2 separate regions of the Astyanax mexicanus genome follow, and region 2 is linked to region 1. The links are chromatin contacts, called in public Hi-C maps. All regions are on one chromosome and are shown on one strand. The core of a region is the stretch at or near the end of the contact, and the rest is flanking DNA. Distances in the headings are between cores, read along the strand shown. Region 1 holds the start of LOC103045577 (teashirt homolog 1). Region 2 has its middle 14 kb from the start of LOC103023088.

What was found. A called contact is a pair of places that touch in the nucleus more often than the background predicts.
Region 2: a Hi-C map of muscle shows a contact between it and region 1, with 15 times the contacts expected there. The contact joins the enhancer-like site here to the promoter of LOC103045577 in region 1. A contact is called at or near these places in 2 of 3 Hi-C or Micro-C datasets (both in muscle).

What each region holds. Positions count from the first base shown.
Region 1 is chr4:30,960,914-30,966,803 of AstMex3_surface, forward strand. LOC103045577 (teashirt homolog 1) reads left to right here and starts at 4,583. Exons shown (of 2, transcript XM_015600856.3): 1 at 4,583-5,331. The coding sequence starts at 5,292. It overlaps LOC103045873 (prostaglandin reductase-3), which reads right to left and starts at 3,172. Exons shown (of 2, transcript XM_007231653.3): 1 at 2,749-3,172; 2 at 1-325. The coding sequence starts at 3,032.
Region 2 is chr4:31,061,924-31,067,107 of AstMex3_surface, forward strand. No RefSeq gene overlaps it. Among protein-coding and RNA genes, the nearest start is that of LOC103023088, 14 kb to the right of the region's middle. Within about 2 kb of position 2,193, the one cell type or tissue checked has an H3K27ac peak away from gene starts, as active enhancers do.

The DNA.
Region 1 (5,890 bases), core at 3,333-5,832:
CACCAGCACCGTATCTCCCTCTTTCAGCTCCCCCAGCCGCTGCAGAGCGATGTGGGCCGTCGCTCCGCTGACCAGCAGCGTTAGCAGCTCGGGCCGAGCAGCAGGAACCGGTATGGCCTTTTTGGCGGAAATGACTGTGTACTCTGCAAAAGCGCCATTATTCATATATGCCACAGTGTCACCAACGGTGAAGTTGGCACTGGCACTCAAACCTAAACCCACCACGTCTCCCACGCCCTCAAACCCAATGTCAAACGGAGGGGCGACTGAGGGGTCGTACCGTCCGGCTGAGTAGTTGATATCTGATGCATTAATGCCAACATACCTAAAAACACAGAGAAAAAAACAGAACCAGCTTAATAAATTACATTCAATTATTAAACCTTAATAGCATTGTTTTTATATTTTTGTGCCCAGTTTTCTTGTTGTGTGGATCATTATTTGTGTATATCAGTCATAAAATTGGAGAACCACTGCTTCTACATGATTGCCTTAGTAAGTTTTCTAACACGCATGATGGTTCCCTGACGCAACAAATGAAATAGCATTTTTAAATGGAAACAAAACATATCTTTTGTATAACCATGCATATGTTTTACATTTACATGCATATATAAATATTTTTATATATAATATTTAAAAAAAATCCAAATTAAATTAACTATATCCCCAAATTTCAACTACTTTGCTTGTACATGTCTGTAAAATTCTATTTAATACAAAAAAATATGATACTTAAGTTAAGGGATGGTGTATTATTTTAAACATTTCCAACATATGCCATAGGATTTAAGAGTTTAATAATTAATATCAAGAATTCATACTTTGAAAAGAGATTATTCTAAACATATAATTACATAAAACTCTTAAACATACTAATACCAAACAATTAATAAAATATGTACTGTGACGTATATTTGAAAATACTTTGCAAATAATAAAATATTACCATATTGTAATATCCGACCTGGTACACAGGTTACTATGTGTGTGATTTCATTCCAAAAAAGATTGTATTTTGGGTCATTTGTGTGGAAGTAGTTTGGTTTCTTGTGGGATGTCACCCAACAAAGTACAGTCTTGTGCAAATTATGCTGTAGAAATGTAATTAAAGAAGCAGCATGACTACTTTATTTCACCATCTCAATCAACAAATTGCAATACATTTTACTGAGTGATATTAGGCGTTAGATTTAGATACTAATGTATATATGCCTATTAAAGTTTGATTTAGATACTAATGTATATATGCATATTAAAGTTTGTCAAGGTTTTTTATCATATGGACATTTTTCTTCAGAAAATCGAGGTCTCAGTATATTTTATTCATACTGCCAAACCTTAGTTTTGATACAAAAGTGTATTTGTTTTTAATGTGTGTTGAGACTGAGGAGGATAAAAAAAGAAAACGATGAGCATAAAAAATAGTTTTTATAAACACTTGATTGAAAGATTTATCACACGTCAATCACTCACATTGCTATTAGGCCTGTCATAATAATAGTTTTTGTGGACAATATATAGCCTCTGAAAATTATTGTGATAAATAATTTCCAGGGTGAAACTTATTAATATGAATAATATTAATAATAATAATAATATTATCTGTCTCCTATTTGCACATTTTTACAGAAAAAAATTATCTACATTAATTTCCTTTTATAAATGTCGAGTTCTGTCGTTTTTTTTATGTTAATAAATAATATCTTGATTAATACTTTTATAAGACTTATTCATCCAATTAACATTTTTTTTATTAATTAATTTGTTTGGTAAAATAATGTATCATTTGCTATGCCTGTTTTTTTTTTTTTGTTTGTTTGTTTCCAATCTGTAATATTCGGTCAGTGTAACGCTTAGCAGTTAATTTTCTGATGTAATCAAGCTACATTCGAAAACAGAAAATTGGGTATATTTTTATATTTTTATATTTTTCTCAAAAATATAAAAAAAAAAATGAAAAGGTGAATCTTCTCTAGATTTTTAGGTTTGTCCATTTGTGTTTCTTGTAACACAAATCTGATAGTTAAACCAACTTGCAAAATGGAAAAATCTGAAAATAGAGAAAAGATTCATGTTTTAATTTTCCTGAAATTCCGACTGTAAGGGGAAGAAATGAAAAAGTAAAACCGTTGAAATTTTATTTCTTGTACATTTCTCTTTATAAAGACAATAAGTTTTTACATTCAGTTTTCTATTTTTGCAAATAGCCTATAATGGTTAGAACGTTGACACTGACACTGACCTATCTTAGCCACTTTCCTTGTCTATGGATTTTACTTGCAATAATTTAAAAAAAGGCAGAAATTTGGTTTTAGTAATCATTTTAATAGTTTGCTAAAAATGTTTCTATCTGTATTCAGGCCTGACTGACAGAAAGGTCTGCTTTCTTGTTAAAGTAAACTACCAACCAATCACAGAGCGAAGAAACTATGACCAACCAATCAGCAGCGCAGTGGGGCGGGAGTTAGCCTCGGCGATAAGAGTCTATGGGAAGTACTGAGAAGGTGCTAAGCTGGTTAGCTAGCTAACTTCCCCTTCCCATAAAATAATAAAAACACAGCGAAACAGGGCGTTTTACACAAAAAATACAAAATATCCCTTATTTATAACGTGTTACCCAAGTCCCCTTTACTATATTCCACTGCTTCTGTGTGTTTTTATCCTCCCAAATCCCAAATAACAGCTTGTTTAATTGTGCTATGCTACACCGACTCTGCGCGCTGTGCTATGCCGCCCCTGGCTCACCGGTTTCGGACGAGCAGCTCCCCGTCCCCAGGTGTCGGTACCGGAGCTGTTTGTAGAGAAACGGCCTCCTTAAAGTTCTGGCTCAGTTTGGTTACCACCAGCTTCTTCATGGAGCTCGGGATAGATGAGCCTTTAAAGTCCATGAAGTGAGTGGAGTAGGACAGGTCGATGATGGAGCGGCTCGGGACGGAGTGAACCCGGGGCAGACTCGCCTCGCTGCGGGCAGTGTGAGCGGCCAGGAGTCGCAGCAGGAACCGGGACATGCCTGCGTTCAGGAACTTCATAGGTACATAGCTGATAATAACCACGATAAACTGTGCTGAAGTTCAGGGTCACCCAGCAGCTCTGCTGATAACCCTTACCCTGTTTTACCACAGCAGCAGCAGAGCCCTCCCAAACACACACAGTGCCAGCTGCAGTTACACACACTATACTGCAGCCTGTCCAGCAAATGTAACAGTAAATATTGATAGTTATTATGTTTTTCATGTGTCTGCACAGTCTGTACGTTTTTGATGAGCATGTCTAATTACACAGAGCATGCTAAAAAGTACTTAATTCCTCAAGATTTAAGAGAGTACAGGTGTAGGTGAGTGAAAAACTTGGGTGCAGGTTCCCACTAGTGTGCAGAGAACAATATTTACAAGTAGAATAGTAAAATAAAATAGAATATACAGGTAACTTTACAGTATACATAATAAAGGCAATACACACAATAACACAATAAACTTACATTGAATATATAAATATACTGTGCTATATAGATATGCAGATGTCTAGAGTATGTGTGTGTAAAAGTGAGGAAATAGTCCAATAAGTGACAGAATAGCTGTAAGTAAAGTGCAGGTACAGAATGAGTTGTGTGGGATAAGTACAGTCTGGGACAGCCCGGTAGGTACAGTGTAAAATAAAGTGCAGGGTGCAGTGAGGTTGTATGATAATTTGTCTCTCTTCAAATTGAAATAATTTTGGTGATTTTAGTGATAATTCTGTTATGCTCTTTTTACTCGCTAACTCTCTTCTGTACTGATTCTGTATTTCTTTGCATTAACAATGCTTGAATGAGCAGATGAAGACTGAGTTTTTCCCTTCCAATATCTACATGTTCGCAGTAGCTCTTGTATCAGCCCCATTACCATTACCTGTTCCAACTATCGTGTTGGGAAAGTTTGCATTACATTCTTACATTTATTATTTCATTATTATGTCCTTAAGGCAATTTTTCATGACCGTATGTTTTTTAAAAGGCTTAAAATTAATTTTATAAAACTGCTGACACAATATTTAATAAAATATTCTATTCTGTAGGGCTAAATTACTGAATTAACTCTGAGCTGATGTATTTGTTAGCTCAAAATAGATTTTCTCCATCAGTAAACGGGAACACAAAGATTTCTAGACCTAATTTCCATGACTTCTCCAAAACCTTCTGGGTATTTTTTTTTTTTTCAAAACTTGTCCAGAATTTCTTGTCTAGAAATTGCTATTTTCAAAATTTTCCAAAGTTTTTCATGGCCGTACGAACCCTGTATAAAAGCAAGGAAATCGTCTATTTGTTCCTGTATTGTGTATACATTGATTTAAGTCACGATTTAAAGCTTTTGTCTTTAAAAGTGTCCTCACAGGTCACTCGATGCGTTCACTTATCTGTAGAGAGGGTCTAAACTAAAGCCCCGCCTCCCTGCGGTGCTGATTCGCCGGTAGAGTCCTCCCATCTGCGCTGGGATTGGCTAGTAGTTCATCGGCGGACTGCCTATGAGTGTGAACTACTAGCCAATCCTGTCGCAGAGGGAGTGGGAGCTGCCGGAATACGGGTGGAGATGCGGGCGGAATACGGGTGAGATCAGGGACCCGTAACGGCGCTGCTGCGCTGAGAGCCAAACACAGGAGTTTATAGCGGAGCGATCGGTCCAGCCTGGATGTCAGAGTGGCTTTTATTTTATAAAACACTAAATCACGCCCCGCCCTCAGGACTCCGAGACTCGGGGGACAAGTCTGGGAATGTAGGTGGAAGCGGAGCTAGCCCGCTTTAGCAGAGCCGACACGCCACACCGCCACCCCCCCGGAGCGCTGTCCGGAGCCTAACCGAGCTTTCCTACCCGAGACCCGGGCAGAGAGCCTGCAGCAGCTCGCCGACCAACTCTGGGTCAAATCTGTTTTACAGCTCATCCAGCAGATCCAGCGTTGTCTCTTCTGGTTTAAAACATTTTTCACCATAGAAATCAACTACGGCAATAACTGTGAAGTTGATTTTTCGAGTTTTGGGACGTCTTTATGTTCGTGTCGCCTGGTTTGTTTTGAGTATTCTCACACCGTGGGAATTATGGACCTGCTACAGTCTTGATCCACTTATATTTTATTTAGCATTTTCTGTATCAATCCCCGAGATGGTCTTACGTGGTTTTAGGTGCTAAAAAGTCGAGTTTGGATGAGCAGTGAAGCTCGGGACAGTGCCGGACACACCGAGCCGCTGCTGGCCGCCCCAGGAGCTCCGTGTGCGGGATAGAGGAGCCGTGTTTCCGCCGCTGAGTAGGAGGAGCAGCATGCCGAGGAGAAAGCAGCAGGAGCCGCGGAGAGCTGCAGGTACAGCCGGCCTTCTGGAAATAACTACTCAGCCTCCTCAAACACACACATTTATCCACTCTGGAGCTCCACAGCCTCTTCAAACACACATTTACACACCCTGGAGCTCCACAGCCTCTTCAAACACATTTACACATAGCAGCTCCACAGACTCCTCAAACTCACATTTACACACCCTGGAGCTCCACAGACTCCTCAAACACACATTTATTCACTCTGGAGCTCCACAGACTCCTCAAACACACATTTACACACCCTGGAGCTACACAGACTCCTCAAACTCACAGTTACACACTGGAGCTCCACAGACTCCTTAAACACACACATTTATCCACTCTGGAGCTCCATAGACTCTTCAAACACACACATTTATTCACTCTGGAGCTCCACAGACTCCTCAAACTTACATTTACTCACTCTGGAGCTCCACAGCCTCATCAAACACACATAGTTACACATTGGAGCTCCACAGACTCCTCAAACACACATTTACACACACTGGAGCTACACAGACTCCTCAAACTCACAGTTACACACTCTGGAGCTCCACAGACTCCTT
Region 2 (5,184 bases), core at 943-3,442, 99 kb after region 1:
CATTATTTAAATGTTCAACCAGTAAACTAATGCTGACTGATGGAGAGGGCAGGTGTACTGGGTTAAAGGTGATGGACCTCCGTAACAGAGAAGCCACACTCTGCTCCGGAGGACAGGATAAACAGAACATGAGCTCATTGCCTGTCTGTAGGAATCTGGTCACTGGCGCTGGGAAAAGGTCATCTCCGGGAGCACACTGGCTCATCTCCAGGCTGTGTTCTTCACTGTCAGTTCAGCCTGTTTATTTTATCCCAGAGGAACTGAGGAACTGTCCAGCCTGTTAAAAAGGATGCCTAATCTGTATCTGCTGTGTGTGAACTGTGTAGTAAGTTATCATTAATAATAACATACCATATTTTTTTCAATATAAGGTGCACTTAAAATCCTCATCAGTGCGCCATATAATTTGGTACACCCTATGTATTAATTTTACCAGTCAGGTTGTAAGGAGCAGTAAAGCCACTCCGCTAAAGTACAGCATTATACAGGAGCTTCAGTTTAGTTCTCCAGTAGTATTAGCATTAGCCACTAACCGTGCTAACCACTAGCTCTTTGACCATTCAGAGGTGAGTTTAATCAGCCTGTAGCCTGCTGCTAACCCCGGATAGCACTGCAGGAGCAGCATTATCTTTCAGAGATGAGTATATCAGAGTATATCAGACTGTAGTCTGCATGTTTACCGTGTTAAAACAAGCTACATTTAATGAACTGCTAGCTAATATCACCCTGGCTTACCAGAACACTCAGGGTTCCTCAGTGTAGTTCTATCAAGTGACATTAGCTGCAACCACTAGCGGTTAGCTGCTAATGCTAATGCTATAGCTTTAGTTGAAATCTGTAAATCTAAGCTTACTGTAAATAAACAAAAGTGCTTTACTCACCCAAATAAACAGTTTTTAGGAGATAAATCTGTGTAGATTAACATCCAGCACTTGTTTGTCTTGTCTGACTCGTCTGAAATGTTTTTTTTATATATACAGTTTTGTTAACTTAACTTAGCTAAGCTTTACAGGTCTCGCCACCCAGGGGTGCACTTTATAATCCAGTGCGCCTTATGTATGAAAACAGACCAGAAAATAGGCGTTTATTGATAGTGCGACGTATAATCTGGTGCGCCATATAGTGTGAAAAATATGGTTATCACTGAAAGCACTCAGTATGAAAGAACGTTTTTTCTATGCCTATTGTTGCAATTATTATAATAATGCATGGTGATGTTGTCACACTGCTTGCACCCAATCAGTCAGGTTTGTATGTATGTGTGTATATATATGTATAATTTTCATATAATATTAAAATCTGCCTGGATTGTGAGTATGTACAGTAAGTGCTGTTTTCCGGGAGACGCAGTGAAAATAACTGTTGATGGTAATTGACTTGTGAGCAGGGTGTGTTGTATAATAATGAAGTGTCTCTTTGAACCGTGTCAATGTCTTGGTCAGTAAGTGTCTGTTTAATGCCATCACTGCTTCCCCTCCAGGCTGGGGGAGAGTGAGCTGAAGCCAGAGACAAATTTTGAATTAAATTACAGCTGTAAGCGGTGTGGGGGCTGGTGGGGGGTCTTAGTAATGTTAAATATAATCAGTTTATCAGTGTTCATTAGTGTGAATCAGTGAATATGAACCGAAAGCTGACAGTTTTTGGATACACTGACTGCCCTGCTGGTACAGAGCAGTGTGTGTGTGTGTGTGTGTGTGTGTCTCTATGTGTGTGTGTGTGTGTGTGTGTGTGTGTGTGTGCATTTACAGAAATACTGTGTATATAATCAAATGGACAAATTGCTTGAATTTTTGCACCAGGAGTAGCATAAAGTCATCCAAAAGCAGTGTGTAAGACTGGTGGAGGAGGACATTCCAAGATGCATGAACAGGATTATTCCACCTTTACATTTTTTGAGGTCTGAAAGCTCTGCATCTTTTTTGTTATTTCAGCCATTTCTCATTTTCTGCAAATAAATGCCCAAAATTATTTGAGACATTTTAAGACATTGCTGTGAAACTAATATTTGAAAGATGCATTTTTCTATTCATAAGATCTACATTACGTTATTTTAGGTTTGTTAAATGATCCTAAATATAAAAAAAAAAATGTAAAAATCCTGAAATAGTCATGTATGGGGCAGAAATGTACGTCTATCTGTTTCCTGCTAATTACGGTCAGAGCGCCCCCCGGAGGTCAGCTGCTGGAACCCGTCACTCCAGCGTCTGTGATTACCCGAGGCTCAGGGTCATGACCTTTCTGTGGCATTTCACAGCTCCACAGCCTTTTGATTAGTGCCATATTTACATATTTACATATTTGCATATTCAAACAGTTACATATTTGCAAATTCCAGAGGACGGGGCTGTACCGAGTCCCAGACAGCTGAGGTGTGTAAATATGTTTGGCCTTTTCTTCGATTGCAGAGTGACGTTGCTGGCCTACACACACACACACACACACACACACACACACACACAAAAAACAATTCATAGTGTAAGATGTGTGTAATGTGTGCTTAAATATAAAATATTATCACAGTATTTTAGAACTATAACTGTATTATAAGGCGCACTATCAATCAACCTCTATTTTCTAGTGTATTTTCATAAGGAGCATTTTAAGCGACACAAGTAAGTAACAAGGGTGTCGCACAATAATCTACACAGATTTCTCGCCTGAAAACTGTTTATTTGGGTGAGTAAAGTGCTTCTGTTTATTTACAGTAAGCTTAGATTTCCAATATTTTCAACTGGACGATTTGCAGCAGCGCTAGTCACGGTTAGCAGGGCTTAGCGCTAGTAAATGCTGCCCGACAGCGCTACACTGAGGAACCCTGAGTGTTCTGGTAACCCAGAGCTCTATCAGCTAGCGGTTCGTCCCACATAGCTTGTTTTAACACTGTAAACACGCAAAAGAGCTAGCGCTGTGGTTAACGGCTAATGCTAATACCAGCTTCTGTGCTGGAGAAACTCCTGTTTAACGCTGTACTTCAGTGGAGTGACTTTACTGCTCTTAAATACCTGACTGGTAGAAATCATAAATTAGGCGCACTGGATTATAAATGCACACTGTCGATTTTTGAAAAAACTAAGGGCTTTTAAGTGCACCTTATACAAAAATACAAAAAATAGTTTATTGAGGAAAACCATACAACTGAAAGAAGGCTCTAGTGCCCTATTGCTCTCCTTTTGTCTGGATATATTGTGAGATATGATTGGATATGGAGGTATACAGGATGTGTATAGCATCCTGCAGCACATTTAGCCACATATGTTGCAGCTGGGTCTGTAGATCCTGCTCTGTACTCATATTTTGCTGTGTTCAAATGTTTAAATAGGGATAAATATGTAATCCTGACACACGGTGTCATACTTGAGAAGCTCTTGTTGTGTGTGGGTGAGATTTATCTTGCTGAAAAATGCCAGTTAGAAGTTAAAATGTCTTCAACTGCATTGTAGAGGCAGTCAGTAATCTTTCGCCAGGAGGAAAACTACCCAATCGTAGCCTCTGACATAAATATACAGTGTTTAATGAAGCAGCCTCTTGTCACTGATAAAAATTATTTGGAAATCATGTCTACATCTAATTCTATACAAATGTTTAGAATAAAAAAGTTGTTTAGTTTTGCAACAATTTGTACAGTTCATCCCTCCATCTAGCTTTGTTAACCTGCAGCTTCTCCAGTGCTAATTGGTGGGTATAAGCTTTCGTTCTTTGTTAGCGACATTAGCATCATGGCTTTAGTGTTGAACATCCCTCAGACTGAATATAACTTGCAGCTGAAGTATCGCTTTAATCAGCTATTCTATGTGAGGATGCTCAGAGCAGTGTTTATCACACACACACACACACACACACACACACACACACACACACACACACACACACCGTATCAGTGACAGACAGCTGGAGTGTGTGTATGTGAGTGACAGTGAGTTAGAGTGTGTCAGCTGCTCCACCCGCAGGCCTCACACACTCTCCTGTCGAGTGTCATGTTGCTGGCAGAGACCTGTCAATCAAACCTCACATCACACACACACCAAACACACACACACACCAAACACACACACACACACACACACACACACACACACACTTTAACACATCATTACCCAATTAGCCCCCAAGGACCCTGAGTGCAGCTGTCTGCACAGTCAGTCTGCAGCTGCAGTCACAGACAAACAGTAATAATGCCTTTATAAAATGAATATTATTCTATAATTAAAAAAATATATATATATTTTTTTCATTTATATACAGCTCTGGAAAAAATTAAGAGACCACTTCAGTTTCTGAATCAGTTTCTCTGATTTTGCTATTTATAGGTTTATGTTTGAGTAAAATGAACATTGTTGTTTTATTCTATAAACTACAGACAACATTTCTCCCAAATTCCACATAGAAATATTGTAATTTAGAGCATTTATTTGCAGAAAATTAGAAATGGCTGAAATAACAAAAAAGATGCAGAGCTTTAAGACCTCAAATAATGCAAAGAAAACAAGTTCATATTCATAGTTTTAGGAGTTCAAAATCAATATTTGGTGGAATAACCCTGTTTTTTAATCACAGTTTTCATGCATCTTGGCATGTTCTGCTCCACAAGTCTTACACAATGCTTTTGGATAACTTTATGCCACTCCTGGTGCAAAAAGTCAAGCAGTTCAGCTTGGTTTGCTGGCTTGTGATCATTGAACTTTCTCTTAATTATACTAGGTTTTCAATTTGGTAAAATTAAAGAAACTCATAATTTTTAAGTGGTTTCTTATTTTATTCCTGATTTTTTACATTAATAATAATGGCTTTATAGAGATGTACAGTTATAATAATGTCTGTATAAAGATGTACAGTAATAATAAGTATCTTTATAGAGATGTACAGTAATAATAATATCTGTATAGAGATGTACAGTAATAATAATATCTGTATAGAGATGTACAGTAATAATAATATCTTTATAGAGATGTACAGTAATAATAATATCTGTATAGAGATGTACAGTAATAATAATATCTGTATAGAGATGTACAGTAATAATAATATCTTTATAGAGATGTACAGTAATAATAATGTCTTTATAGAGATGTACAGTAATAATAATATCTTTATAGAGATGTGCAGTAATAATAATATCTTTATAGAGATGTGCAGTAATAATAATATCTTTATAGAGATGTACAGTAATAATAATGTCTTTATAGA